Regions from separate parts of the Mus musculus genome. Here all the other regions are linked to region 2. The links are chromatin contacts, called in public HiChIP or PLAC-seq and promoter capture Hi-C maps. All regions are on one chromosome and are shown on one strand. Each heading gives the region's core, a stretch centred on a gene start, on an enhancer-like site or on the middle of the called end of the contact. The rest is flanking DNA. Distances are from core to core; before and after follow the strand shown. Region 1 holds the start of Cdk8 (cyclin-dependent kinase 8). Region 2 holds the start of Cpsf4 (cleavage and polyadenylation specific factor 4). Region 3 holds the start of Rpl21 (ribosomal protein L21). Region 4 holds the start of Mtif3 (mitochondrial translational initiation factor 3). Region 5 overlaps Gm52832 (a long non-coding RNA gene). Region 6 holds the start of Polr1d (polymerase (RNA) I polypeptide D). Region 7 holds the start of Wasf3 (WAS protein family, member 3).

Evidence for each region. Promoter capture Hi-C pulls out the DNA fragments that hold promoters and counts their contacts. HiChIP or PLAC-seq counts read pairs in DNA pulled down with a chosen protein or histone mark.
Region 1: a promoter capture Hi-C map of the HPC-7 cell line shows a contact between it and region 2. The contact joins the promoter of Cdk8 here to the promoter of Cpsf4 in region 2. A contact is called at or near these places in 7 of 39 promoter capture datasets (the HPC-7 cell line, cranial neural crest, frontonasal cranial neural crest and 4 more), 1 of 484 Hi-C or Micro-C datasets (B cells), 7 of 115 datasets of contacts at active chromatin or transcription factors (the 230-238 cell line, astrocytes, embryonic stem cells and 2 more) and 1 of 9 other capture datasets (embryonic stem cells).
Region 3: a contact with region 2 is called in a promoter capture Hi-C map of stem cell-derived epiblast-like cells, with 3 times the contacts expected there. The contact joins the promoter of Rpl21 here to the promoter of Cpsf4 in region 2. A contact is called at or near these places in 8 of 39 promoter capture datasets (cranial neural crest, embryonic stem cells, frontonasal cranial neural crest and 5 more) and 2 of 115 datasets of contacts at active chromatin or transcription factors (astrocytes and large pre-B cells).
Region 4: a promoter capture Hi-C map of second pharyngeal arch cranial neural crest shows a contact between it and region 2. The contact joins the promoter of Mtif3 here to the promoter of Cpsf4 in region 2. A contact is called at or near these places in 3 of 39 promoter capture datasets (cranial neural crest, embryonic stem cells and second pharyngeal arch cranial neural crest) and 2 of 115 datasets of contacts at active chromatin or transcription factors (astrocytes and embryonic stem cells).
Region 5: an H3K4me3 HiChIP or PLAC-seq map of stem cell-derived neural progenitor cells shows a contact between it and region 2, with 7 times the contacts expected there. The contact joins the enhancer-like site here to the promoter of Cpsf4 in region 2. A contact is called at or near these places in 2 of 39 promoter capture datasets (cranial neural crest and hippocampal neurons) and 3 of 115 datasets of contacts at active chromatin or transcription factors (embryonic stem cells, fetal liver and stem cell-derived neural progenitor cells).
Region 6: a contact with region 2 is called in a promoter capture Hi-C map of pre-B cells, with 2.7 times the contacts expected there. The contact joins the promoter of Polr1d here to the promoter of Cpsf4 in region 2. A contact is called at or near these places in 3 of 39 promoter capture datasets (the C10 cell line, cranial neural crest and pre-B cells) and 1 of 484 Hi-C or Micro-C datasets (B cells).
Region 7: an H3K27ac HiChIP or PLAC-seq map of embryonic stem cells shows a contact between it and region 2, with 5 times the contacts expected there. The contact joins the promoter of Wasf3 here to the promoter of Cpsf4 in region 2. A contact is called at or near these places in 5 of 39 promoter capture datasets (cranial neural crest, embryonic stem cells, frontonasal cranial neural crest and 2 more) and 2 of 115 datasets of contacts at active chromatin or transcription factors (both in embryonic stem cells).

Annotation. Positions count from the first base shown.
Region 1 is chr5:146,229,895-146,232,594 of GRCm38.p6, forward strand. It overlaps Cdk8 (cyclin-dependent kinase 8), which reads left to right and starts at 1,356. Exons shown (of 13, transcript NM_153599.4): 1 at 1,356-1,926. The coding sequence starts at 1,799.
Region 2 is chr5:145,165,617-145,168,494 of GRCm38.p6, forward strand. Cpsf4 (cleavage and polyadenylation specific factor 4) reads left to right here and starts at 1,597. Exons shown (of 8, transcript NM_001291248.1): 1 at 1,597-1,843. The coding sequence starts at 1,741. It overlaps Ptcd1 (pentatricopeptide repeat domain 1), which reads right to left and starts at 1,488. Exons shown (of 9, transcript NM_133735.2): 1 at 1,338-1,488.
Region 3 is chr5:146,831,250-146,834,140 of GRCm38.p6, forward strand. Rpl21 (ribosomal protein L21) reads left to right here and starts at 1,641. Exons shown (of 6, transcript NM_019647.6): 1 at 1,641-1,922.
Region 4 is chr5:146,962,204-146,965,080 of GRCm38.p6, forward strand. Mtif3 (mitochondrial translational initiation factor 3) reads right to left here and starts at 1,594. Exons shown (of 4, transcript NM_001256102.1): 1 at 1,520-1,594.
Region 5 is chr5:146,314,094-146,316,793 of GRCm38.p6, forward strand. Gm52832 (a long non-coding RNA gene) reads left to right here. Exons shown (of 2, transcript XR_003956008.1): 2 at 1,497-2,393. Among named protein-coding and RNA genes, the nearest start is that of Gm52832, 9.0 kb to the left of the region's middle. Within about 2 kb of position 1,433, at least 82 of the 459 cell types and tissues checked have an H3K27ac peak or open chromatin away from gene starts, as enhancers often do. A contact at or near this core is called in fetal liver and stem cell-derived neural progenitor cells, where this site is marked.
Region 6 is chr5:147,075,997-147,078,732 of GRCm38.p6, forward strand. Polr1d (polymerase (RNA) I polypeptide D) reads left to right here and starts at 1,350. Exons shown (of 3, transcript NM_181730.4): 1 at 1,350-1,697. The coding sequence starts at 1,672. Lnx2 (ligand of numb-protein X 2) reads right to left here and starts at 576. Exons shown (of 10, transcript NM_080795.4): 1 at 422-576.
Region 7 is chr5:146,383,600-146,386,330 of GRCm38.p6, forward strand. Wasf3 (WAS protein family, member 3) reads left to right here and starts at 1,407. Exons shown (of 10, transcript NM_145155.3): 1 at 1,407-1,739.

The sequences.
Region 1 (2,700 bases), core at 106-2,605, 1.1 Mb after region 2:
GCTTTACTATCAACGACCTATTTGATATTTCTGCCAATTTATCTGCCTGTGTGTATAAGCGTATTTTGTTTGTTTGTTTGTGTTTTCCGTGACAGGGTTTCTCTGTGTAGCCCTGGCTGTCGTGGAACTCACTCTGTAGACCAGGCTCGCCTCAAACTCAGAATCCTGCCTGCCTCTGCCTCCCAAGTGCTGGGATTAAAGGTGCGCGCCACCACGCCCGGCTATAAGCATTCTTGTGTATGCACAGATGTGTGCAAGTATAAGCATGAGTGCATACGTCTGGAGTCTAGAGGTTGATGTCTATCATGGAACCTTGAGAGCATACCATTTCAGTAAGGCTAGCCGGTCATCCTGCTGCAGAGATCCTGCCTTTTTTATTATTTATTTTATTTATTTATTTATTTATTTATTTTTTGTCTCCCTTGCTTTAGTATTACAGGCACACTTAAACATGTGTGGATTAAAAGCTTTTTTTTTTTCCTCTTTAAACAGGTGTCTTGGCTTTTTTGGTGGCAGACTGTTACCTGTAAGTTGATATAAATCTTTCCCTCGCCAAGTTATATGTGGACATGGTGTTTTATCACAGCAACAGAAATCAAATTACAACACGTGGCAAGCGTTCTAGCACTCTAACCCATCTCCCCAGTCCCCTTCACTAAGTTCCCCCCCCCACCGCCCCCCCCCCCCCCGTGGTATAAAGATGTCAAAGAAAGAAGAGAAATCTTAAATACAACCACGTAGTTTATTGTAGTATTTAGAAACAGGTTGAGGCTACGAAAGGAAAAACCTGGAGTCTTTGGGGTGGGGGTGGGGAGCAGTAATTGCCCTTTTCTAAATCCTGGAGTTCAGAAGTGACTTCAATACAAAATAACCGCCCCCCACCCCCCATCCCCCACGACCTAACAGGTGTCTTTTGCTAAGTTTATATGGGCTAAGTAAATTGGATTGTAGAGATGCGGCTTTGGGAAAAATAATCTCCATGCAGCAGAAACTCGTTGCGTGACGGACTACCAATCCCATCATGCAACGTTCTGAATTCGCGGCGTCGTGGTAAAGACTGCTTCTGCAGCCACCCGTGCACTTGAGCCTTGGAGTTTCTGGCCGCACTGGCGACTGGGTTAGTCCACGTGGTAAGTCTGTCAGCAGCTCCGCTCCGCGGCTGAGCGAGGCCCTTTCGCCTGCCGGCGTCAGAAGAGACGGCTGCCAGCTCCGGAGTCGCTCACAGGTGGGGCGGAGGCAGCGCGAGGCTTCGCGACGTTTTTACGACAGCGGCTGCCGTGTTCCGCGCTCGTCCTCTCTCTCCCTCCTCCTCCTCCTCGCCCTCCTCCTCCTCCTCCTTCTCCTCCTCCTCTCTCGGAGGAGCTACCGGCTGTTGTGTGGCGTCGCTGGTCTGTCCGGGCGGATGGCAGCCTGAGTGTTCGTGAGCGCGTGTGGGAGAAGGTGAGGCGCGGACGCGCGTGGGCGAGGAGCAGAGTCAGCCGTGGCCGCCCCGCGTCGCACCCGCAGCAGCACGCGCGGCCAACCGCGCGCGAGCCGGCGCCCCGGGAGCGCGGGGACAAGGGCGGACGCTGCTCCCCGCCCCCAGCGCGTCCCTCGGCTGTCGCGCGCCCGCGGGGACCGCCCGGCGCTCCCCTGGATGTCCCCGGCGCCCGCGCGGGGCCTCCTGCCGTCGCCTCGTGAGGCGGGCTGGTGCTGCGGCCGGCGGGTGTAGCTCGGGGGCTGCGGCTGCTGCGCGGCCCGGTCCCCACCGCGGCCCTCGGCCCCCCGCCCCAGCACCCCGGCCTTGGAGGCTGTGACAATGGACTATGACTTTAAAGTGAAGCTGAGCAGCGAGCGGGAGCGGGTCGAGGACCTGTTTGAATACGAGGGCTGCAAAGTTGGTCGAGGCACTTACGGGCACGTCTACAAGGCGAAGAGGAAAGATGGGTGAGTGTGGGTGTCGCTGCGGGTGTCCTCGAGGCTGGGAGGCAGGTGCCCGGCTCGGATGTCGGGGTCCCCACTTCCTCCAAGACTGCCTCTGTCCTGGCCAGCCTGCTTTGGGGAGGAAGTGGTGTCCCAGGAATCCAGACTCACAAGAAACCCTTCGTGCAAGAGGGAGACGGACCTTCTGTCTCGTGGGCAGTGTGTACCTTTTTTGCTTTTTCTTTTTTTGTGTGAATTTCTGTACAGAATAGTTTTCTTTTTTTTTAAAGAAGATGGTTATAAGATGCCCGTTTAAATAAATCTGTTCTTCTTTGGTTGATTTATCCGGTAACCTTTTGGGGACTAACTCATCTGGCTCTGGAGTGATATCCATCAGTCTGGAAGAGAAGCTCTGATCTTTTCCCCTTATCAGTTGTGATCAGTTGGTGGCCAAATTTGGATTTGATGGGAGAAAGAAGACATCGAGTAAATGTGGGTCTGTAGAGTTCCATGAAGGATCATCTGTAATGTAAATGTAGCAGTTGCTATTCAGGTATCATTAGCTGTGAGTTTTTATATAGAACAATGGGGATTTGGTGCAGAGTGGATGGTGTGTGGGGAAAAAAAGCAAGTGACAGATAGGGGCTATGTTGTGCAAGCTCTTAAAGCAGAATCTATCAGCTGCCAGTGAACTTTAATCCTTTTGCTTTAAATAGCCTCTTCTAGAAAGAAAAATCAAACCTATGGCTGGTGACACTCAGTTTTGCTTCATGGATTGAGTGAAGTGAACGGGCTCCA
Region 2 (2,878 bases), core at 347-2,846:
CTCTCCGAAGGTCCTGAGTTCAAATCCCAGCAACCACATGGTGGCTCACCCATAATGAGATCTGACCCCCTCTTCTGGTACATCTAAAGTCAGCGACAGTGTACTTACATATAATAATAAATAAATCTTTGGGCTGGAGTGAGGGGGCCTACTGGTGCAAGCAGGGCCTACCAGAGCGAGCAGAGGTCCTAAAAAATTTCAATTCCCAACAACCACATGAAGGCTCACAGCCATCTGTACAACTATAGTGTACTCACATACATTAAATAAATAAATAAATAAACAAACAAATCTTTTTTAAAAAGAGTCAGAAAAGAGAGACAAGTTTACTCAGAGGGTAGGCTCTGAGTTAGGAAGACCTGGCTCTGTGCAGGGTGGGGAGTGGGAGATCAGTCAAACTTACTATCTCAGCTGGGTAGAAAAGAGTCAGAAATTCAGGGTCACCCTCAGCTATAATGTCAACTTCAAGACCAGCCTGGGCTTCATGAGATTGTCTTTAAAAAGTAAGAGTAAGTCGTGATGGGCCATGCCTTTAGGCCCTGCACCAGGGAGACAGAGGCAGGAGAATTTCTATGAGTTCAATGCCAGTCTGGTCTACAACTGTGAGTCCACGCTACTCAGGGCTACCTAGAGATCCCCAGTCTCGACAACAACAACAAGAGGCTCAAGAGGGTCTCAGCAGATAAAGGTGCTTACTGCAGAGCTCGGTGACCTGAGCTTGATTCCTGAACATACTTGGAAGGACTTGTGGTACAAGCTTTTCCCTAATCTGCACTCGAGTGGTGTGGAAGGCACATATATGCACATGCTCCCTCTCACAGAGCTACACCCTCTCACCCTCGCATTCTATTTTTATTAGGCTGTGCTGGGCCTGCTTACTTTGAAGCCCTTTAATAAAAAAACAAAACAAACAAACAACAACAAAAACAAGACATAATAACAGGGAAAAGAGGTATGACGGTATTTTGAGGCTTAGCTCTACTAGGTTGACTCGCTCTCCAGGGTCTCATGTAATGCAGTCTGGTCTTGAGCTTCTGACCCTTCTGCCTCCACTTGCCAGTTAGTGGGATTACAAGTCTGTACTAACACTACCGGCTTATGCGGTGGTGGGGCAAGCACTTTACCAACTGAGCCACACCTCCTGCCCCCTTACCCGACTTTTAAACGTCTGCATTAGAGCTACACCCACAGAGAGACCTGGGACCCTAGGTCGCCCCTTGCTTCCTCTCCCCAGGCCTTTAGATCCTCCGTTTTCGCATCTGAGCTTGGACAAAGTCCCTCAGGTCCAATTTCCACCCGGCTTCCGGGTTTCCTATGAGGGTTGAACAGAAACTCACTCTGAGCGTTCTAAGCGGCGAGCCCCTAGTGAGACGTCCTCAGAGTCGAGGGACCGCGGCTCCAGAGACAGCGTTCCTGCCCTCAGCACAGACTACGGAGATCCCGCGCAGGCGCACTTGCGTCGCCGCCTCTTGTGTAAGATACAGAACCGAAAGAAACAGGCGATCGGTCGGCGGCTAGTCAGGCCTGAAGGAGTGGCCGGACTCTGAGCTCCGTTGGCTGAGTCTGGATGGGAAAAAAGGGCCGGCGCGGGCTCCAGCGCTCCCGGCATCCCTCGCGGGGCGGCGGCTGCGGCGGCGGCGGTGGCGGCAAGCGAGAAGGGGACGGGGAGAGGTAGCGTGAGTTGCGGAGAGCGGCTGAGAGACCTGAGGGGGAGCTGGGCCCGAGGCCGCCGCCGCCGCCATGCAGGAAATAATCGCCAGCGTAGATCACATCAAGTTCGACTTGGAGATCGCCGTGGAGCAGCAGCTCGGGGCGCAGCCGCTGCCCTTCCCCGGCATGGATAGTGAGTGCGGGGCCCGGCGGGTGGGTGGGCGAGTCTGATTCTGACCAGAGGTTACCCCAGCCCTGGGCCCTGGAACCCGGGACCCTCGCCTAGTTCCTCCGCTTCCGTCCTGGGACTTCCCGGTGTCACTTGAACTCGGGGAGACCTTTCCTTGGATCCTTGATCCCCGGGGACTGCTCCGTGGCAATCCTCGGGACAGCAGGACTGTGTCGGTTGTTCGCGTAATTCTCCAGTGAACGCGTGTCATCCTGAAGTGGAACTGCCTTCTCCCATCCTGCTCCAACTTCAGCAAAGTCTTAGAATGTCCCCCATTTCCACCTCTTAGCGTGCTCCTCTCTACTTTCATCAGAACTAGGCGGTAGAAGAGTCTGAGTGTATCTGACTGTCGAAGACTCCAAGTAGACCCTCATATTCCAGGCTTGCTTTAGTCTAGCTCCTGGGAAATCCTTCCCTGTCCTGGAATTGTCCGTTTTCCTCACTACCCCACCTCCGGGTCACCTGTCCCAACTCAGGCCCCCAGCGAACCTTTAGACCGAGCTATATTTACTGTCCCTCTTCATGTGATGAGATGGTTTTCCTGTTCTGGTGGGATATATCTTCCGTTTGGGGGAGCTGCTTCAATTCAGACAGAACTGTCCTCTTTGGCCAGGTCGTCCTTGCACATATGTCTACTCTTTGTTGTTGTTGTTTTTCGAGACAGAGTTTCTCTGTATAGCCCTGGCTGTCCTGAAACTCACTCTATAGATCAGGCTAGCCTTTTAAGCACTAGGTTTTTACTCAATTTGATGGCACTGCCTTGAGACCATGGAACATTTGTGTGGGGCAATAGATCCACAAACCTGTGGAGGCAAGTGTGCACTTGAAGTAAAGATTTGGGTTTCTTTAAAAAACACAGAAATAGCCGGGCAGTGGTGGCGCACGCCTTTAATCATGGCTCTTAGGAGGCAGAGGCAGGTGGATTTCTGAGTTCAAGGCCAGCCTGGTCTACAGAGTGAGTTCCAGGACAGCCAGGACTACACAGAGAAACCCTGTCTT
Region 3 (2,891 bases), core at 391-2,890, 1.7 Mb after region 2:
AAGTGTTTTAACTCTCAACTTATATACCTGAATATGTATGTGCATATACACCGAGGCACGAAACACACACACACACACACACACACATCACAGGCAATAGGTAAAGATTGGTAAAGTCTAAAACAATGGCCCAGAGCAAGAACATGTTTAATCCTGGCGTTAATTTTTGTATAGTACCTTTATGTTCTCAACTCTTAGGCAAGCACTAGTATCATTTTGATTACACTCAACCCAAATCAACTAAAGTAAGTAATATGCTAAAGAACAGAAAAATCAGGCCAGATATGATGGTGTCCACCTTTAATCGCAGCACCCAGAATGCAGAGGCAGGCAGATCTCAAAAAGCAGAGGGAGACAGATTCCTCTGAGTTCCAAATAAGTCATAGCCACACAATGAGACTCTATCTCAAAATCAAACAAAAATTGCCTTGGGGATAAAATTTTGTTATGACCAAGATAAAAATTAATTATAAGTAACCGTACATAATTTGGTCATAGATATTAAAGTTTGCTCAATAATTGAAGCCTCGGATTAAACTCCTGGTTAATTAAATCAGTTATGTTTTTCACACACTGAGATAGGGCTTCAGTCTTTTTTTTTCTTTTTTTTTTTTTTTTTGGTTTTTCAAGAGAGTTTCTCTGTATAGCCCTGGCTGTCCTGGAACTCACTCTGTAGACCAGCCTTGGCCTCGAACTCAGAAATCCGCCTGCCTCTGCCCTCCCAAGTGCTGGGATTAAAGGCCTGCGCCACCACGCCCGGCTAGGGCTTCAGTCTTATTACAGAACCTTCCAATTAAATGGTCATCATGTAGGGATTTCAAACAGCAGAACCTAACCCTGGCTGGATATGTCACTCGCTGGATTTTAGCGAATTTATTATTGGGGTTTATTAGCCGGATACAGTGGTTTTCAGAGTTCATAAATATTCAAGGATGAAGCTTGGAAGCAGGCAGAAGACTCCGGTCAGCAGGCTGTCCGTGAGCATGGCTTGGCAGAGATCTCAGCTTAAGACGTGCACTCACTCCAGCCTCCTGGCTGAACCAGCACGCTAGTTTCTTGTTTTGCTGAAGGTGGGAATTACCTTCCCAAGAACGCATACTAAGGACAGAAATTAATGTCTCCAATTTTAAGTGGGGCACTACTGCATATGTGGAATGACGATCCGAATAGCTATTATAAAAATAACAATGTTCATCTCTCAAAGTCCTCATCTATTATTCGAGCGCTCGTAATATCCAATTCGGTTATCCCCATAGATTATTAGGAATACTGCTTCCAGTATGACTGACTAAACACCCTTATCTACAGCCAGGGAGACAGGAAGGGAAGGAAAAGGCTAATGGGGTGCCTATGATGAGAGTACTTTACACACACGCCTGTCTTAAGATGTCAAAATGAAACCTATTATTTTGTACAATTAATAGACAAGATAGGCTAGTCTCTAGATAGGCTCGAGCTACAGGTATGAGAGGAAAGAAAACCAAAGTGAGGCGTTTTGTTTTGTTTGAGACAGGGTCTCGCCTATGTGGCTCAGGATGGCCTGGAAACTCAGGAGACACTAACACTAACAAGTACCACACCGCAAAACGCTGGGCAACCCAGAGAGGCGGTGCCTCCTACGTCACACGACGCAAGGTAACGTCAGCACGCTACGGAAGTCGCGTCCGGCTCCACGCCCGCGAGGGCCCCATTCCGGGATGTCTAGCAGGATGCCTGAGTGAGTTTCTGTTGGCCTGCTGCCTTTAATCTGCGCCGGGGAGCGTGTCCTCACGGCGTCTCCAGGTTATCGGGACGATGAGGTTCTCTCGACCAGCCTCGCGGGCCCGGCGTTTCTCTTCAGGCAGCTTCGCGGGCAGCCCTCGGGCCTTGTAAGAGCGCGCAGCCCCGCCCTCCTCCTTTCGGCCGCCGCAGCCATCTTCCAGGTTGGTACGCGCGTGGCTCTCTCGTCTTGTTCTCCACACACGCTGCGTGTGGCGCCCACGCCGCAGAGACTGCGTGTTAGGGGCGTGGGGAGACCGTCTGGAGGTCACTGCCCTGGGCGGTGTATGCTAGGGAGCTTCTATCCGGGGGAGCCGGGCCTGGCGCAGTCTTGGTTGCCGGGCGTCCGCCCAACCCCAGACTTGAGCATGTGCTGTCGGGCTGGGACTTAGGATTCTGCTTGGGTCTTAACGATGCCGGGGTGCCGAAGCCTGGAATTGGCTCGGGCGAGGAGGGTGCCCGCCGGGTCAGCCTGGTAATGATGTAATGGGGACCCTTCCTCTGGATACATGAAACACTTAGGAATTTTGGCCCTAGAAGACGAGCGTGGGGAAGGAAGGTAACATTAAGGCTGCTTAAGACTACAAGGGCAAGGGGTTATGTCTAGTACACCATGCTTTGGAGCTTCCCTTGTGGTTAGGAATGGCGGGTATTTCTGCCCTGGATGACTGGAGTAATCCAAACCTTGTTGGTTTGTGGGAATACACGATCTGGTTCTAAATATGTGTAGTAGGTAAGTTCGTAGATGGTGTTAAATTAGCATTTAAATTTAGTTGGAATGTGGTTTTCTATGCATGCTTCCTAATAGCATTCGAAAGTGCAGGTGTGCGATTAAGAGATTGTTGATAGAAAGCTACTGTAGTAAAATGGAATTAAACAGCATCAAAGAGGCTGAGTTTGGTGGTCTTCAAGTTACCCTGGAGTTGCAGGTTGCAATGTATTGGCTTAAGTTCTAGCATCCAGTCTGATGGTGCTAATGATAGAATTTGGCCTCTTTTGCTAAGAGGAATTGTGGGCACCCATTTTCAATTCCTGTGATTTGGAAGGTTGACGGAGGTGCTGAGGTTGAGAGGGCCTGCCCTGTGCGACAAGATGACTTTTGGGGGTGTGGTTATTGGGACAGTTAATAACAT
Region 4 (2,877 bases), core at 344-2,843, 1.8 Mb after region 2:
GTGGTGGCGCACACCTTTAATCCCAGCACTCGGGAGGCAGAGGCAGGTGGATTTCTGAGTTCAAGGGCAGTTTGGTCTACAGAGTTCCAGGACAGGAGGGCTACACAGAGAAACCCTGACTCGAAAAAAAACAAAAACAAAAAACAAACAAACAAAAAAACCTTTCAATACTTTTCTGCTAACATTCTTCAGTATGAACCCAATTAGAGTATCTCTAAGCTGTAATGTATTACAATGTTTTATTTTTAAAATTGCTACTTGAGTTCCAAACTTGAGTTTCCTAATACAATATCAACAACAACAGTAATAATAAATAATAAATTATGGCTTGTGATTAGTACGGGAGTTCCAATAATTTCTAAAGTGAGCCTAAACACACTAACACTATTCATCAGTGCAGCCTTCACAACACTAAAAATTATGAAACTGTATCAGTTAACTCGGAAACGTGTTGACTATGCTCACAGCCTACACTATCTAATACTAAGCAAAGATTCAGGGCCAGCCAGATGGCTCAGTGGGTAAGGGTGCTTGTGTGTCTGTCTGCCTGTCTGTCTGATGTGTCTGGGCACCCATGCCATGGTGCCAGTGTGGAGGTCAAAGGACAACCTTGTGGACTGAGTTTTCTCCTTCCACCTTTAGGTTCCAGACACTGAACTCTGCCTTGCCTACTGAGCAGCTCTTCAACCTAATGATACTGATTTCTTTTTTCTTTCCTTCTCTCTGAGACAGGATCTCACTATGGAGACCAGGCTGGCCTCCAATTCACAGATCAGCCTGCCTCTGCCTCTGCCTCCGAGGGATAAGGCTTTATTCCTGACGGGATATGGCCTGACGGGAGCTTATTTCTACCACTTATTTCTTTACTTTTTTTCTGAATCGTTACACTTCATAATCACAAGCTCACATTGACATATTGAGGGCTTATATTCACTCCCGAAGGAAAGGATGGGTTCTAGTAGAATCCATATTTTGCGAAAATGACGTTGGCTTCATCCTATGACTGAATTCTCTCACCTTCAATTCCGGAAGGAATTTCAAAAGTCCTGACACGGCGAGCGGTGCACGCCTTTAATCCCAGCACTTCGGAGGTAGAGGCAGGAGGATTTCTATAGGTTTGAGGTCAGACTGGTCTACCGAGTGCGTTTCAGGACAGCCAGAGATAAATAGTGAGACCCTGTTGCAAAAACATCAAAAATTAAAGGAAAAAAAAATCCCAAAACGCTCACAAGGGGTCCGCAGCAGACACGCCCACCAGGACGCCATGCCACCAGGATGCCAGTTGTCCTACGCCCCCACCTTGCCCCCCAAATCCGTGGAAGGAGCGTGCGCGCGCACACAAACAGCGAAACTGGCTAGGCTGGCGAGCAAGTGATTATTGGCAGCTCGGCAACTGGTCTCGACTCCGAAGGCTGGTGCTGCCGCCACCCCACGTCCACGGAGGGCTCTCTGCACAGAATGTTCCCAGGACATGCATTCCCACCTCAGCCCCGTCGCCAAGCCCTCACCTCAGCGTTACCTGGGCCGGGGTAGGCGAGCAGGAAGAACTAGCAGGTCCGTACCTGGACTCCGCCGGAGCACCGCGTCGGCTTCCGTAGCAGGCGGAACTTCCTGAGTCCCTTAAAGGGAGGGTGCAGCTGCGGCCTGCGGATTCCACTAATGGAATAAAGCCCTCCGACAAAAAAAAAAAAAAAAAAAAAAAAAAAAAAAAGAATCGTGCAGCAGGCCTGAGTGAAACTGAGAGATTTGCTACTAACCTGCTGCTCCAAAGGCCAAGTGAACGCTAAAATATAGAGTCCCTGGAACAGTCACTGCATCGCTTCCGCCAGTTACATTAATAATGTTGAATAATGCCTTCTACAGTGCTAGACAACTGCAGGGCGGTGTTAAACTATTGCCACCTGCGGATCTGGTTTAGTGGAAGCTCTAGCTGGGTAGCAGGGTGCAACCCTCGCTCTCAAGATTGCTCTCTTCTGAGAAAAAGAGATGGATTCAGGTTCGATTACTGTCAGAACTGGGAGAAATCATAACAGACCACCCACATGTGGGATGATTGACCGCATTGGCCAGAGTCAGGCAAGAGGATGGTCAGAAACTTCGAGCCCCTGGGTGTTGCACTTTCAGGCTATTGGGGCCCTGCACCCTTGTTACCAAGCTGTTGACTGTCCCCTACTTTGGCGTTAAGTCCCTGCTTTTCCCCATTCTTCAACAGGGAACTCCTTAGAGAAGCCGCTGAATGTCCCTCATTTACAGACTACGTGTCTATAACATATAATTTATACATCTTGTCTTGTTTAATCCTCACCAAATAACTCAATCAGGGTAATATCTGATTGCAACTATTACTGGTACATCAAAATACCATCCTTTTATTGCAGGTGAGGAACCTGGGTCATCCTTAAATAGCTTTAGAGCCGCATCCAAGTCTCCCTTTCTTCATCAGATCACAGCCTCTGGCCCATGAGCCTTGTATCTGTGACAGGCAAAAGCTGAAGCAATTCTTTATGATCCAAAGGCCAGGGCTGGGCTCTGCATGTCAGCCATTCCTAAGTGAAATGAAGAATTACAGATACTTTTTATTCTGCCAGCATTAGTCCTCCATGGGACGATAGAAGCATAGTTGTGCAAATAAAGTGTGGAGACCACCTCTTGGATAGACAGGTCCATAACAGTTGTAAGTGCTCACATTTGTGATAAAGTTTCCATAAGCACCACAGTTCTAAACACTTAGCCTGTATTGAGTTAGTTTAATCCTCAAGACACCCTCATGATACACTGCCATCACTACCCATTTTTAAAAAGATTTATTTATTCATTATATATAAGTACACTTCAGACACCCCAAAAGAGGGCATCAGATCTCATTACGGATGGTTG
Region 5 (2,700 bases), core at 183-2,682, 1.1 Mb after region 2:
CTTGCTCTGTTTTGAGGGGGGGGGGGTGGGGCAGATGCTTCAGGAGCAGAGAAGACAGCATCCTCTCTCCTCGGGCTGCCAAACTTAGAAAAGATACAGCCTTGCCTTGGTCATCCGATTCCTTTCAGAGGACTTCAGGCTGAATGCAGTTTGGAGTGGGTGGCCCCAGGGCTGATACAGCTCCAAGCCAGTAGCTTGTGCTTTCTGAACGTGGTGCAGTTTCTGCAGATCAGCCCTGCTCTCCCGATTTTCCCCTTGGCGAAGCAGAGAAGGTGAAAAGTGTAAGGTGGAGAGGGTGGCTGTGCCTGCAGATGGGGCTAGTGTCTCCAGAGTCCTGGATTTACCTGCATGGGTGGCCAGGCCTTTTGAGAGGGCCTGAGGTGGCACCCACAGCGTCCCCCACCACTCTGGGAACTTGACTCAGCTTTACACACATCTCCAGTGGCACTAGGTATAGAGGCTGACAGAAGAGAGTGGCTAGATCGTAGTTTTTTCTTATCCCAGAGGAAATCCCGTGGTCATTTGGAGTTTTGATGTTAATTCTAAACAGTGGGCCTTTCTAGTAAGTTCAGTAAGCTGTCTGCCCTAATAACACCCACAAACAAATAGCCAGGAACATGACTCACCCCATTCCTGTCCCTCCCCGTAGCTGTGCACCACACCTGTAGATACCACGCCTATACGTATGATTTTCCTCTAGTCTATGGTACTTGGTTTAAATGCAAATTAAACTTGAGACTAAATCAGTGTTTTATATTGAAAATTACAAAGTTTGACGATGCTGGAGGCTGGTGTTTTCCTCTGATGTCTCTCCTGCTTATCTTGGGGTAAATAAAGCTAATATTGAGTGATAGGCGGGGGTCAGCAAACAGACCCTAAATTCCCAGGAGGGTCAGCACGGACCTACATCCTAGAAACTGATCCACCTTTGAATTCTGAAGTTGCATAAGCCATTAAACACTCTAACTTTCGAGGTATTTTAACTGGCTTCTGCCATTTCCAGCAGAAAGAGGCAGGCGGGCCGGGGACTGCTCACTGCTTACACATGTGCCGTGTTCCTCCTTCAGTGGAGGTTTAGTGGGTAAGTATTATATACCAGATGAAAATTAAGCCATGCGCTTAAATCGACTTTCTGATGCTCAAAAATGTATCCTGTTGCCGTAGTTTTCCTGGGTCCCACTTCCTCTCTACGCTTCCGTGTTTATTCTGTGCCTCTGAGAGTTTATGAGAGTCTCAGTCATCCTGGAGACAAAGGCGACATTTACTTCCTGACGATGTGTTCCAAACGTACTCTCTGGTTGCAGGGCCCTCTCAACACTCATTTCTCAGCTCATTTATTTATTTAGGAGCTGCACAATCCCAGCCTTGTCCCTCTGTTGGGAAAAGACTCTACTGTGCTCACACGGCAGTGACCCGGTTACAAATGTTTTGTCTCAGTCCCGGCCAAAGTCTCTTCTGCATTCCTAAGTCTCAATGACACGCTTATTCTTACACAGAACCCACTGTCTGCCTCCACCTGGAAGCACTTGATTGAGTCACCAGCCCCCAGGGACAGGAGGAAGCAGGAGTCTAAATGGTAATTACACAGCCAGGTGACCTTCATTGAGCGGTGGCTTGAGAGCAAAGTGGTTCTAAATGCTCAAAAGATTTGGTGTTGAGCCAACCTATTTCTTGCTCAGCTTTCCTGGGAAATTGGGAGTGCAGTGCTCACAGTGTGTGAGATTTAAAGAGGAGGCGTGGCAAATGCAGGCATTTATATCCCTGGCTCGAAAAAGCAGAGGGACCAAGACACTAGAGTCCACCGAGAGGTTGTTTTTTATTGCGAATAGCTTTGGCTCATTTGCAGGTCAAGAACAGCCAATAAATATGGCGAAACAGCAGGTGTTCTAAAGAAAGCCTGGGTCAGCAGGACTCCCAGTAGAGGGGGGAGGACACCAACCCACCCATAAAACCTTCCACCCCAAGTTAGTCCTTCCTACAAGAAGTGCAGGGATAAAGTTGGAGCGGAGACTGAGGGAATGGCCAACCAATGCCTGGCCCAACTTGAGACCCATTCCATGGGAGAAATCCAACCCATGGCACTATTAATGATTCTCTGCTATGCTTGCAGACAGGAGCCTAGCATAACTGCCTTCTTCACCCAGCAGCTGACCGAAACACAGCCAAACATTAGATGAAGCTTGGAAAGTCTTGTAGGAAGAGTTGGGAGAAGGATTGAGGGCCCTGGAGGGAATAGGAACTCCACAGGAAGACCAACAGAGTCAACTAACCAGGACCCTTGGGGCTCCCAGAGACTGAACGACCAACCAAGGAGCGAGCATGGGCTGGACCTAGCCCCACCCCCCACTCCACCCTGCACATAGATGTGCAGCCTGGTGTTCATGTGGGTCCCCCCCAAATTGAAATGGGGCTGTCCTTGACTCTGCTATCTGTCTGTGGATTCTGTTTCCCTAACTGGGCTGCACTGTCAGGCTTCAGTGGGAGAGGGTGTGCCTAGTCCTGCAGTGACTTGATATGCCAGGATGGGTTGGTACCTAGGGAGGGCCTCTCCCTTCTCAGAGAAGCAGGCGAGGGACGATGGGGAAAGAGCTGTCTGAGGGAGGAACGGGGAGGAGAGGGGTGCTTTGGTTGGGATGTAAAGTGAATAAATAAATTAATGAAAAAAAAAGAAATTGAGGAGACTTACTCCTCTATTATTGC
Region 6 (2,736 bases), core at 100-2,599, 1.9 Mb after region 2:
TTCCCAAGAGGTGCTTTGTGCGCAAATGCTTCCAAATCGGGACTCATATTTTGGAAATTATACCCCCCACGCTCCCAAACATGTCAAATCTGAAGAGAAAGGTGAGAATTCCCCCGCAACAGGCTGGGGCAAGGAGGAGGGTGCCTCTCTGCTCATCCCTTCCAGGAAACAAAACCAGAGGGCAACTAGCTAGCGCCACTCTGGCTCCAGACAACGTGCAGACGCAAAGTGCAAGAACTCGTTCCCAAACCTCCATGTCTTGAAAAGCGAGAGGCGCGCAGACCTGCATCGGGGTTCCTGGAACCCGCACCCGCACCGGGCCGGGCCAGACAGCACGCGGCCCCCAGCGGTCCCCCAGATGGTCCCCCCTACCCTGACGCCACACCCCGTCACCGCCCGCACCTGAGGCGAAGTAACTCACTGAGGGAAAGCGGCGGGCTCCCCGCGGGAGCGCTGACGAGGACGCCGCCCGGCTCCGCTCCGCTGGGACTCGCCGCCGCCGATTTCCTGGCGAGAAGCAAAGTCCGGCCAAGACTTTACTTCTCAACCGCCCCTGCTGCCTTTCCCCTAGGGGGCGAGCGCAGAGGCCCAACCCGACACGCACCTGAGCCAATCAACGGCGGACAAAGGCGGGACTAAGAGCGGGCTCGGAGCCTCTCGACCAATCAAGGAGTTCGAGGGGCCGAGTCGGCCCTGCTCATCACCCCCGTGTTAGAGTGAGCGCGTTCCGCCCTCCGCCATCGCTCCCGGCCGGATTCTCCCTCTCAGACACACAGAGAAAACGCTCGGGAAGTGTCTGCGTGCACCCCTGGAGCGCCGCGCCGGGCGTGGGACAGCTGAAGGGAGGGGAGGGCTGCGGGACCAGGCTGAGGGAGAACAGGTGGCGGGGGGCGGCTGACGTGTAGGTGTGCAGGGCGAGGGGACAGCTGGGTGGGGCGGGGACCCAGCCTGGCCAGGGTCAGGTGGGAGCTGGGAGGATGCACCTGAGAAGAAGGGCGGTTCCTTGGGATCAAAGGGAAAAGGAGCTGCCAGTCCCACAGCGTGAGCTCCCGAGGAAGGAGGGCGGTGCTCCAAACTCTCACTTCTCTCGCAAAAGAAAGACCATCGCAGCCCTTGCACCTAGTGGAGATGTACATTTGCACCCCAGGGAGAAAAATTTTTAAAACCCACAGTATCGTCAGGAGAGTCATCTCTGCACAACAGTCTCTCTGCTTTTTCAAGGTGCCCCATGAAAGGCCCCTGAGGACTCAAGTCCTGGGAATAGCCAGCCCTGGGGCAGTCGGGTTCCTGGAGAGCCTAGCAGGCCAGAGATCCGACTCTGACTCTTTTTAAATAGCAGGTGTCTCGGGGCGACAGGTGAGAGCCTATGCTCTTCAGTGGCACTTGGGGACCGGCTGGCTGTGCCCGGCAGCTGGCTTAGCTTCCGCAGTTCCAGGTGAACCGTCCTGCCCGCGCCTGGGCGTGGTCGGGGGCGGGACCCGGTTTAGCCCCGCCCACAGAGGGCCCTGCCGCGCCGCTGCGGCTCCGCCCCCCTCCTTCCGTCATCCGCTTCTTCCGTCGGTGGTTTCTTCCTTCCTGCCTTGTCCCGCACCTTTCGCGACATGGGGAAGAGCTTCCATTTCGCCAGCGCCACCTGAGGATTTCCTGGAGCCGCCACCCCCACCTCCCGCGATGGAAGACGATCAGGAGCTGGAGAGGTAAGGGTGGAGGGGAAGAGTGGAGTGGGGCGGCGGGTCGGGCCAGCGAAGCGGGTGGCGAAGGGGCACGCGGCCGACTGCGGCCCGGCGTGGCGGCTAGGCCTGACCCCAGGCGCTGGGGAAGGAAGGAGAGAGAGTAGAGCGGGCCGGGTTGGGAAGAGGGAGGAGCCGTGGGTTTATTTGTAACAGAAAAGCCCAGAGGGATGCTAGCCATCCGGGAGGGGAGAGAAGTTGGGAATCATGCTGTAAGTCCCAAACTGCCACCACCCCCATTAGAACTGCCTCGTTGTAAGGTCACGCACCGGGCCAGCCGTCCCGAGTGGCGGGCCTGGCGTGTTTAAGTTGGCTAAAGTTACTGCAACTCCGCTCTGTGCAGACTGCTCGTAAATTCTCTCTGTCCACCAAATTCTCCCTCCTATTAAACTTTTCACTTCCTTTAACTTAGTAGTTTCCTTACCTCTTTCAAATGGGAGCCGTAACTGAGCCTGCCACCCTGATAACTTGTGGTTGCCATTTTTATGCTAAAGTAATCGTGTTTTTTATACCTGTCAACTCCCTTTTCATCTTGCAGCAGGGCCTACCCTATTGTAACTCTGCCCCTTTCTTTTGCTCTATCCCAAGAAAGATTTTGCAAACATTTAACTTGGTGGGGTTTTTTTTTTTTTCTGAGATGACACCCCTCCCCCTCTTTGCTGGAGTCAAATGAAGTAGGGAAAAACTGGAGTTAAATATCTATGGCTAGAAGTGTGGAGGCAGGAGAATGAGGCAGTGAATCATAAAAAGTTAATCAGAAAACGATATTCCATGTGATCTTATTCTTACAAAAAAAATATGTGTGTAGAAAAATATCAGGATTGAAGACCTCAATGGCTGAAGGCGAGAGGAAGACAGCCCTGGAAATGGTCCAGGCAGCTGGAACAGATAGACAGTGTGTGACATTTGTCCTGCACGAGGAGGACCATACACTAGGAAACTGTCTGCGGTACATAATCATGAAGAACCCGGAAGTGGAATTTTGTGGTTACACTACGACCCATCC
Region 7 (2,731 bases), core at 157-2,656, 1.2 Mb after region 2:
GGTTTGAGGTCCTATGCTTAAGCTCCACCCAGGGCTGAAGAGAGCTCCTCCTGGCTGCCTGCAGAAGACAGAGTCTCATCCTGGCTGCCTTCAGATCAAGATGTAGAACTCTCAGCTTCCTTTCTAGCACCACGTCTGCCGGGATGCTGCCATGCTTCCTGCCATGATGATAACGGACTAGACCTCTGACACAGCCATCCAGCCCCAGTTAAACATTTGCTTTTATAAGAGTTGCCTTGGTCGTGGCGTCTCTTCACAGCGATGACACCCTAACAAAGACACCAACAGTAAGTTATATGTACTACATACTCTGTTTGACACAGTACAAGGTATCTCACTGGACATAAGCAGAGAATAAACTGAGTTTGTCAGGGAACTGGGATCTAAAAGGAAGTGACCCGATGCAGCAAGTGTCAACACTCCAGAGCCGCACCATTAAGGGTCACGGCATGTTCAGAGTTAAGTAAGTCTAGAGGCAGCTCAGGTAAGGCAAGGGGGACTGAAGTGAGAGGACTCAGTAAATGTGACTAGCAACCACAAGAAAGGCAGTCTGGATACTCCTGTATCTTCAGATTTTTGTGTCCTCCATCAATGACCTGAATGTACGTAAATACGTATGGTAGCTGCTTCCCTGGGTAAGAGCAGACGAAAAGGAGGAGAGGCAGTTGTAATTTGAATGTCAAGTTGTCTTTGGGCTGGGCATAAATATATCCCCGTGTCAGTGTTTATAATACTGGAGAGCTGACGTCTTGTTTACCTGTATATTCCAAATTGCTATGATATGGAAAGCGAGGATAGAGCTCTAAAAATCCCTTGAAAGCAGTGCAGATTTTGTGAACGGTGCGTGTTTTTTTCTGCTATCTTTGTGTCAGTGTGAACTCTGCTAAAATGTCTACCAACTGTTAGGCATTTACTACTGGCTTGTTTATCACGTCTTAAAGACCACCCGAATCAGTTTTCTTGAGCTTTTTAAATATAGCTTTCTATTTTGTGATTCGATTTGTAAATAAAGACAGAGGACATGTGTAACATTCGTGTTTTGATGCAGTAAAGCTCATTTCCTTTGGAACTTAGGAGAACACGCTATCTTCTCCCCCCCCCCCCCCGCAACCCCCACTTTCTCCTGGTCTTGTTTATTTTTGCCTCAGTTATCCCGCACTACCGGAGACCAGGATAAGTTGGTGGTTCAAGACTACCCTATTTAATAGGCTGTGTGTCTCGTAGGTGGGGAGAATAGGATTTGGAGACGGTGAAGACCAAGGGAAGAGGAATCTGAACATGAAAAAGATGGAGGGTTTTTGAACCTCCAGGGGTTAATGCCAACTGATGACAGGGCTATAATCCTATCAGGCTTGGGTGAATCCCCAGCCCTGCACCGTGTCCGAGGACATACAGGTAGGTAGACAGCCCTGTGTTACCAGGGGCCTCAAGATCCAGGTGAAGGGTAAGCTACAGGTGGGGATCCGAGGGGTCTGCAGATAGAGGAGGTACCCAGGCCCCTTGGTTACCCACCTTGGAGGAGGAGGCCTGAGGATGCGCCGCCTTCTCCGCAACGCCCCGCCCCCGCAGCGCCTACGCTGCCCTCTCCCGTTGGCTCTCCATTGGCCGCAGAGCTCGCCAATCCAGCCCCCTGGCCGTGAAGGGGGCGTGGCCGCGCGGTGCCGGGCCGGGGGCCGCGTCTGTCGCCGCTGCGCGCTGCGGTGCGGGCGGCAGGACGATGAAGCCGGGAGCGCGGCGCGGTGAGTGCGGCTGTGGTCCTTCCCAGGCTCCGGGCCGACCTCCGGGGGACGCGGGGCGGGATTCCGGGGGTGCCGCGCTCGGGCTGCCGACCTGCCCTGGTCCCTCCCGGCCGCAGGTGGCGCCGCATCCTCCTTGCGCATCCTTCATCCCGATTGCTCCCGTCCCGCGTGCGGCCTGGCCTGCGCTGGGGTCCTGCGGGCCGCGTGCACCGAGGCTCCGGCTGCTCCCGGCCTGGTCCATGGCGCAGCCTCCCGGACAGCTCATCTTTCCCCCCTCTGGCTTTGGTACTTCCCAGCAAATGCCGGTTTTCCCTCTTGGTTTGGCCTCTCTGCAGTGGAGAGCAGAGTTCTTAATTATTGAGAAACTATGGGATAGGCCTGGGGTTAAAGGTAGCCGGTCATCTTCTTGGCTGATGTTTAGAGGAATAGGAATTTTTAAAAATCATTTAGGGACTGGTTTTGATATGGTGATTATCTCCTAGCAGTAATTTTTTTTTTTTTTGAGTTTTCAAAAGCCGAAGGTTAGAAAGGGTCCTTTTTATTTCGCATCGAAGCTCTTAAATTCAAATGCCTAATGGGGTATGACATTTTGACTTTTAAGATTCTGAACGCACGTTTTTGTAAGGGAGGGAGGCCGACTATTTGAAATGTTTTCCATTTTGAAAGTTTGGCTTGTCTAAAACTGCGAAAATACCTGCGACTCTACAGCAAACCGAGTTCAGAGTACTTGACTTGTTTCGCTGTCTCGTCTAGGGCAAATTCTCCTGGGCACGGACTGTTTTTGTGTATGCTTTACCAAACTTTCCTATTCAAGCAGCGAGACAATGCAGGCAGTGGCTCTTTTCAGTCCGTCCTTTCATCTGCTTGAGAGGTTAAACCGGAGCGAGCTGGTTTGACCTTTCCCAAAGGCAGTTAAAGATCATGTCTTCTCTGCTTCCTTCTCCCAGGGTTCGGATAGCTGTCTTGTAGCGCTCAGTTTCCTGAATTTAAAA